Regions from separate parts of the Zea mays genome. Here region 2 is linked to region 1. The links are chromatin contacts, called in public Hi-C maps. All regions are on one chromosome and are shown on one strand. Each heading gives the region's core, a stretch centred on a gene start, on an enhancer-like site or on the middle of the called end of the contact. The rest is flanking DNA. Distances are from core to core; before and after follow the strand shown. Region 1 holds the start of LOC103650944 (Erythroid differentiation-related factor 1-like protein). Region 2 holds the start of LOC103652383 (SKP1-like protein 1).

Region 1 (3,752 bases), core at 432-2,931:
ATCACAAGCTTCTGCTCGCACAGAGTGCATTGCGAAGTTCAGAAATATTGATGGATCAGATCCTTTAGGCTGGTTACCTTGTCTTCTGAATATCTTTTCACCTTCATCAACATCAGGCCTACAACACGAATACACGATTAAACATTCATGTGTATTAACTATACTCAGCATGATGATGATTATGCAACCAGCTACATACCCTGTGTTTAGAATGAGTGTATCTCCTATACGGTTTACAGCAATAGATACTTGTGCCTTGGAGTATGGAATTTTGAAAATCTGCTTCATGATATCAGCTGGGGCAATCACATCTATTTCATCACCATATTCTGCCAAACCTGACACAGCTAATGCTTCACACTTCCTTGATAAGTTCTGGTTGATATGACCACTGTCATACCGTAATCCTGAAGAGTATGAACAGAGTCATAAAGGTGACAATAAAAAGTGAACTGTCGCACACAATACCTACAGTAATTCATCAGTGCCGAACAGTTCGCAGAGAAAGTTAGCTACAAGCCAGTATTCCTCTTATGCTGATCAGATTGTAATTATCAAGGGTTAATAGAGATAACCTTCAGTACTCTTAGCATCACTTGAAAAAACCTTCTCTGGGATGTTTGGAATCATAGGGAGTGTGTTCAGATCAGTCTCTAATGGCAGCATTTGATACCTTGGAGCACCAATCCTACATCAAGAACAGAATTAAACAGCAATTCTCCGGAAGAGGCATTTGCATGCATTATTCAGTTCCAGCTACAGGATTAGGACCATAACGACTAAGTGTCGTTTTATAATTTTTATCTTTCAATATGACTGTGTGCACATGCTTGTTATTCATTGCAGTATGGGAGATAAAACCAAAAGAGGGTAAATGGTATACAGTACCCATCAGCATACCACCACCAGAATATGTGTTCATTTCGTTTCATTTTTACATGATATAGCAACTGAATTTTGGTAGGTTGCATCCATCGATCAGACCAATCCTAGCCAATAGTAGGACAAGACTTCTATTCATTTCACCATAGCAGTTTCATCACCATTTCCTATGATAACAATTTGTAAATCCAATAAGCAATTGGCAGTTTATCTGCAGAACTCAACTGAAGCGTACTATCCCCAGGGTCTTCCCTAATCGCTACCAAATAACAAACACAAATACTTCTAATTGCACAACATAGATGGTGTTCATTCCCATGGAACTCCATCTCAAACTCCCAGCCTCAACCCTTAACAAAAGTCCTACAGGTCAATCGAGACGCTTTAAACCCTAGAAGCATCATCCCCTCCTGATTGAGAATAGGACAAACAGTAGCCAGAGGGCTTAAACACGCGCGCGTAGGCATATACGGAGAGGCGAGAGTGGGGAAGTGGGGCTTACGGGGACGGAGAAGGCAGGAGGACTGGGAGAGAGGCAGAGGAGTCGGTGGGGACGGGGAGGGAGCCAACGCGAAGGTAGCGCGCCGGCGGCGGCGCGGCGACCTCGAGCCTGCCCACGCACTGCAGCTCTCCCGGCGCGTCCATAGCTGGGCGCAGTCTTCGGGTTCGCCGGCGGCGGGTTCTGGCGTTCTAGCACTTCTATGGACGGAGCTTTCTCGCTGTTTTGCTTCGCGGTGATTCGCTTGGCAGTTTGATGGGTTCGAGAAGGCTTGCGGTCCCAAATGGAAAAACACTGAGGCAGTGTTTGGTTGAGGAGCAAGTAGAACCGAGCCGTTCCATTCTTGATTCTAGAAACGGAGCCGATATGTTTTGTGTTTGGTAATCTGGAACGGAGTGGCTCTGTTTTTTGTTTGGTTGCAGAGTGAACGGAACGGAGCGTGACTGTGAGAGCGGGATGGAAACGGAGCGGCTCCGTCCGGTTGATTTTTTGGAGCGGAATGGTTCCGGATCTGAGAAGAATATTCCCTAATTGGAGTCATTCCGTTATAGTTACTTTGTAACCAAACAGCAACAAAACTGAGACATAACGGCTCTGTTCTACTTGGCTCTTCAACCAAACACTACCTAATATGCAATTCAAGCTCTGTTCGTCCGTTGAATTTGTAATTGTAGTTTGCTATGAGCTTTTTTATAAAGCTATAATGGTGAGAGGATTTAAATATTAAATATAACATACGGTAGAACAAAAGACCTACTTACATGTTTGTAACTCCTGTATATTAATCGTTGCCCAGTCTCAAAGGGAGCGGGCTAGCATGCAGCAGCTAGACCCATGCCACACTAGCTTCATCTTTCAGTTCCAGAAATTCGTTGAAGATATCCGTTTCAAAAATAGTGTGAAATTCTCCGATCAATGTAATTGTCCAGTTGTCCCGTAGGTCCATAAAGCTAGTGGCGGAGCCACAGCCCGGCGAGCCTAGGCACGTGTCCGGGCTTCGGCTCTGGTGCTCCTCTATTGGCTTCAACGCGAGTGACGCACGATCCCTGCTACCGGTGTCCTCGGCCTTTCCTCTGCACAATGACTCACACCTCAGCACTGCCGCCTTAGGCCTTTGAAGACCACCGTCGTGCATGAACGGAACTGGAGCACCTGCTCCGACGGGCAACAGACGACAGTGCAATGGTGGAGTCCCGGGTGACCGGGCTTTACTTTTACACTGGCTCCGCCACTACATAAAACAATCCTCAAGAGTTCACCTGACATAAGATTTCATTTCTTCTTATATAACACTAGTAGCTAGTGCGCAGGTTATTAGTTAGAGTCTTAGAGACATGTGCTAAGTTTTATACTTTCTCTCGAATATTTTATTGTCGGCTAGTTATTTTTAAACTAAAACGTGAAGAGAAAGTATGTCATAACAGTAATACATTTGATAGTATAATTATAGGCATTTAAAAGGTTGAGAAGCATTCATGTTTAGACTGTGACATGTCAAGATTCTAAAGTTTTTGGGAGTGCGCTTGTGCAAAGCAAGATAGAAAAAATATATGTTTTTACCTTTATCTTGAAAAGAGGAGTCTAGTGAAGGCAATTCAATTTTTCTTTCTTTTGGTCTTGAAATAAGAGCAGTGAATGTGCTTCAAGTTCTTCTGTCGTACTCCTACATTCCTTCCTATTAAAAAATACTCTATTGGCTCTGTTAGCTCTATTCGTGGATGCGCAGTGGAACAGGACTCGGAACATGTTAAAAAAATTGTAGAAGGAAAGATTATAATAACCTAAAGCGACGGGAAGACGAACAATTTCATTGGATGCTTCCTTTGTTTTATCTACTGTTGTGCCATCTGTTCGTATGTGCTTCGAGAGGGAAGTGTCGGGAAGCATATATTAGAGAAGTTTCTATGACGCAGCCCATTCTACGGAGGAAGTGTCCAGAATATAGTGTAACAGCCATACGATAGGAATTGAACGGTTAAAAGTAATTTGGGCAACATGGACTCCTCAGATCGCTTGATTCCACCGCGCTTTAATATATAGGAATGATCAATTGTAAACATAAATCCACCCTAAAATGTTTTCTTCCAAAAACATTTCGCTTATGGAAGGTCTAACACCATCGAAAATTGTCTTATTTCGATTATTGTGGGCGCTTTAATATTTCTCCTCGGACCACTTATTGTGGACTCCTCAAGATGCTTGGCCCCGACCAGACCTAAACATTCTAACTCGTTCAAGAAAACTCTCTTAATTCCGCTTATGGAAGGTCTAACACCATCAAAAATTGCCTTATTTCGATGAAGCCATAAATACCAAGCCTCCATGATGATGACACTGGTAATGCCTCTTCTTTTAGATTTGTGCACTTGCT
Region 2 (3,752 bases), core at 803-3,302, 320 kb before region 1:
TGAGCGATTAGAAGAGAGTTCACAACGACTGACTGAACGAACAAAGATTATAGAATGACATAATTCCACAATATAGAGACCAAATAATAGAAAGTTTGTGAGCTCAAGTTTCTAAAATAAGTCACATGAACTCAAACTTATAAAAAATAGATCAAAATATAAAGTTGCTAAAGTCAGACATCAATAAAAACTAGATGTGCTCCATAAAATATGCTAGTTCGTAGCAATTACTAATGTTTAAAACTAACAAATAACCTTTCATTTTACTGTTAGTGTGACAAATCATTGTTGCTTCATCCAATTCAGCAACCTCAAACACTATGGAGTCCATTGCGCTAATGTGGTCTCAGAAACGACCTAATGATTGCAAAAGCCAAGAACGTCATGCCGTGCTTGGGCTGCAGCCTTGGCCCATAGTGCTGGCCCAACACGATTATATTTTTTATTTTACAAAAAATGTATATACATATATACAATTTACATTCAATATTAAAAACATCTGAGCATGATGTTCTACTGGTTAGACAACTTCATTCAGGTCGGCATGACGTGCTTGTACGGGTGTAAATGGATATCCGAACTGTTAGAACAAATTTAATATTTTAAAATAGATATGTATGAAATTTGATGCTAATCTCTTCTTATGTCATGAAGCACATTATTATAAATAAGAATAAAATTTTGTATAAATTATTTCATACATTATTTGCTCCATACAACAAAAAAGGTGAAAAAATATATGTATCCGTATTCGATTTGTATCCGAAATTTATATTTATTATTTGAGAAGATATATGATAGATTTAAGGTTTACCTTTCATGAATCTTTACAAACTCAATACTAAAAACAAGAATATAAATTTGCATAGCAGATTCTATATTCTATTAATTCACAATCAAAGAAAAAAGACCAAAAACTGATATCTGAATAAGTATCCGTTTACACTTCTACGTAGGTTCGAACCCACCTCATGCATCGTTTTTTGTTTTTTAACATTTTACGTTGATTTAATTAAATGGGCTGACAGGCTAACGAGCCGGCCTGACACAGTCAGCAGGTCGGCATGACGTGCTTGTACGGATGTAAATGGATATCCGAACTGTTAGGACAAATTTAATATTTTAAAATAGATATGTATGAAATTTGATGCTAATCTCTTCTTATGTTATGAAGCACATTATTATAAATAAGAATAAAATTTTGTATAAATTATTTCATACATTATTTGCTCCATACAACAAAAAAGGTGAAAAAATATATGTATCCGTATTCGATTTGTATCCGAAATTTATATTTATTATTTGAGAAGATATATGATAGATTTAAGGTTTACCTTTCATGAATCTTTACCAACTCAATACTAAAAACAAGAATATAAATTTGCATAGCAGATTCTATATTCTATTAATTCACAATCAAAGAAAAAAGACCAAAAACTGATATCCGAATAAGTATCCGTTTACACTCCTACTTGCTTGGGCCAGAGCTGTGGCCCACGGGCGTCTGGCCCGTGCCGGGCCGTCATTTGGCTATCTATAGGCGTAGCTGTGGCCCGCGAGTGTATGGCCCGTGCCGGGCCGCCGTTTGGCCATATATAGACGTGCAACGGATTAATTTGAAATAGCTGTGAGAGGTTATTTGTAAAAATATGACACGAGACGACCATTGAAACCGGTGCTTAAGTATAGTAGAGATATGAGCAATTGCACGTACATATATCACCAAAATATTGTTACAATTATAGACAAAACTATGCGTTTTTTTAAAGTAAAACAGGACTTTAGGAGCACGCCCGGCGCTATGCATGGCATGCAACAGGCCCGCGATTCATAACAGAAAATCAAGGGCTGAGACCTGATTGTTATCACGTGCAGCAGGCAACTGACAAGAGCGAATCTAGGAGATGCAATCTGCACCTACCGTATCCTACCGTACCGCGGCCGTGGTGTCTCCCCCGTTCCTATCAAGCCGCCCCTCACTATATATACGGACGTGCCGCATCGTGGATCGTAGTTGGCCGCGTGCGAGAGTCGCCAGCCTACCGCCCTACCCCCGACTGCCGACCCCGCCTGCCCGCGGCACCGCGAAGAAGATGCTTACGCTGAGGAGCTCCGACTACGAGGAGTTCGAGGTGGAGGAGGCGGTGATGATGAAGTCAGAGATCATCCGCTTCATGATCGAGGACGACTGCGCCAACAACGTTATCCCGCTCCCCAACGTGAATTCCAAAACTCTCGCCCTGGTCATCGAGTACTGCAACAAGCACGTCCACGCCGCCGCCAAGCCCGCCGACGACGACTCCGACGCCGCGGAGACCACCAGCGCCTCATCAGCTGGGGGCGGCGGCGAGGTCGACCTCAAGAAGTGGGACGCCGAGTTCGTCAAGGTCGCGACGGCGACGCTCTTCGACCTCATCATGGCTGCCAACTATCTCGACATCAAGGGGTTGCAGGACCTGACCTGCCGGGCGGTGGTCGACATGATCCAGGGCAAGTCACCGGAGGAGATCCGCAAGACCTTCAACATCAAGAACGACTTAACCAAAGAGGAGGAGGAGGCGATCCGTAGTGAAAACTCCTGGGCCTTCGAGAGATGTAGTCTCCCGCTCCCCGTCCGTACTGGACCGCCGTGGTTACTGTTAGCTTTGATCTTGATTGCTAGTTTGCTCGTCTACAGTTATCTTCTGATCTGATACATTAATAAGTAGTATGTTTTATCTATAATTATTAGCTAATATATTGGGCAAAGACTAATATGCAAGCAGCCATTATATACAAGTGTGCAAACATGTCTTTTGGTCCGTTAGATTTAGATCTAACCGTATTGCTATATTTAACGTTTAAATCCTTCCACCACCATCTCGTTTAACTTTATAAAAAACCCTAACAAATCACGATTACACATACGGTTAGATCTAGATTCAATGCACCAATTGAGCTGCTTACACGCTTGCACCTAACGTCTGCTTGCATATTAGTCGTTGCCAATATATTGAGGAGTTCGTCTGTGATCTGCAGTTATCAGCTAATATATTAAGTATTTAGGAATTCCATCTACATGCTGCGAATATAATTAAGCTACAAAGTCAAGAATCAAAATTTCAAGAAATCTATCTACAAATTCATTGATCTGACTTTTCAGATCCGAACAAAAAGTGCAACCTGTCTTTAGAAATTATGTTTTTATTGAATTTTAGAACATTTAAATCTGAAGTTATATTATCTAGTGCCCACAAGCGCATGTAGGGTCATGAGACCGATTCCAATCATCCGCTCTTTTTTTTTGCCCCTTTTTCTCCTCATAAATTTCTATGGTCTGCATGGGGTTCCGATTAAAATTTGGATTAATTATATACATGTCACTTAACTTTTACAAAATTAAATACCTAGTTCAATTGAATTTAGTGGTGTTGAATTAATCACATAATATACATGTTATCTTGATAAACCATAAGGCGTATGGATGATTCCATTGCTTTAATAGTAATAATAATAATAATAACATAAAAATGAAACTAAAATAGGATTTATAATAATTAAGTGTTAGAATAAATAAAAATTAAAAAGATTTTAATTAAAATATCAAAAATGGAATTGTAAAATTGGTATATTAAATTGATATATTAATGAACTATGTTTGTAGTCTCCAAACACACATTAATACTCACCTTACCAATCTTTGTGTTTTGTACACTGTCTTGAGCAGTCTATACCCATCTTTTATCCATCTTTGTGTTCAAAATCCAATTTTG

What was found. A called contact is a pair of places that touch in the nucleus more often than the background predicts.
Region 2: a Hi-C map of leaf shows a contact between it and region 1, with 8 times the contacts expected there. The contact joins the promoter of LOC103652383 here to the promoter of LOC103650944 in region 1. A contact is called at or near these places in 7 of 25 Hi-C or Micro-C datasets (ear, leaf and tassel) and 1 of 3 datasets of contacts at active chromatin or transcription factors (seedling).

What each region holds. Positions count from the first base shown.
Region 1 is chr3:178,449,523-178,453,274 of Zm-B73-REFERENCE-NAM-5.0, reverse strand. LOC103650944 (Erythroid differentiation-related factor 1-like protein) reads right to left here and starts at 1,681. Exons shown (of 10, transcript XM_020550408.3): 1 at 1,385-1,681; 2 at 576-688; 3 at 200-407; 4 at 1-118. The coding sequence starts at 1,527.
Region 2 is chr3:178,767,478-178,771,229 of Zm-B73-REFERENCE-NAM-5.0, reverse strand. It overlaps LOC103652383 (SKP1-like protein 1), which reads left to right and starts at 2,052. Exons shown (of 1, transcript XM_020551156.1): 1 at 2,052-2,840. The coding sequence starts at 2,094. The coding sequence ends at 2,693.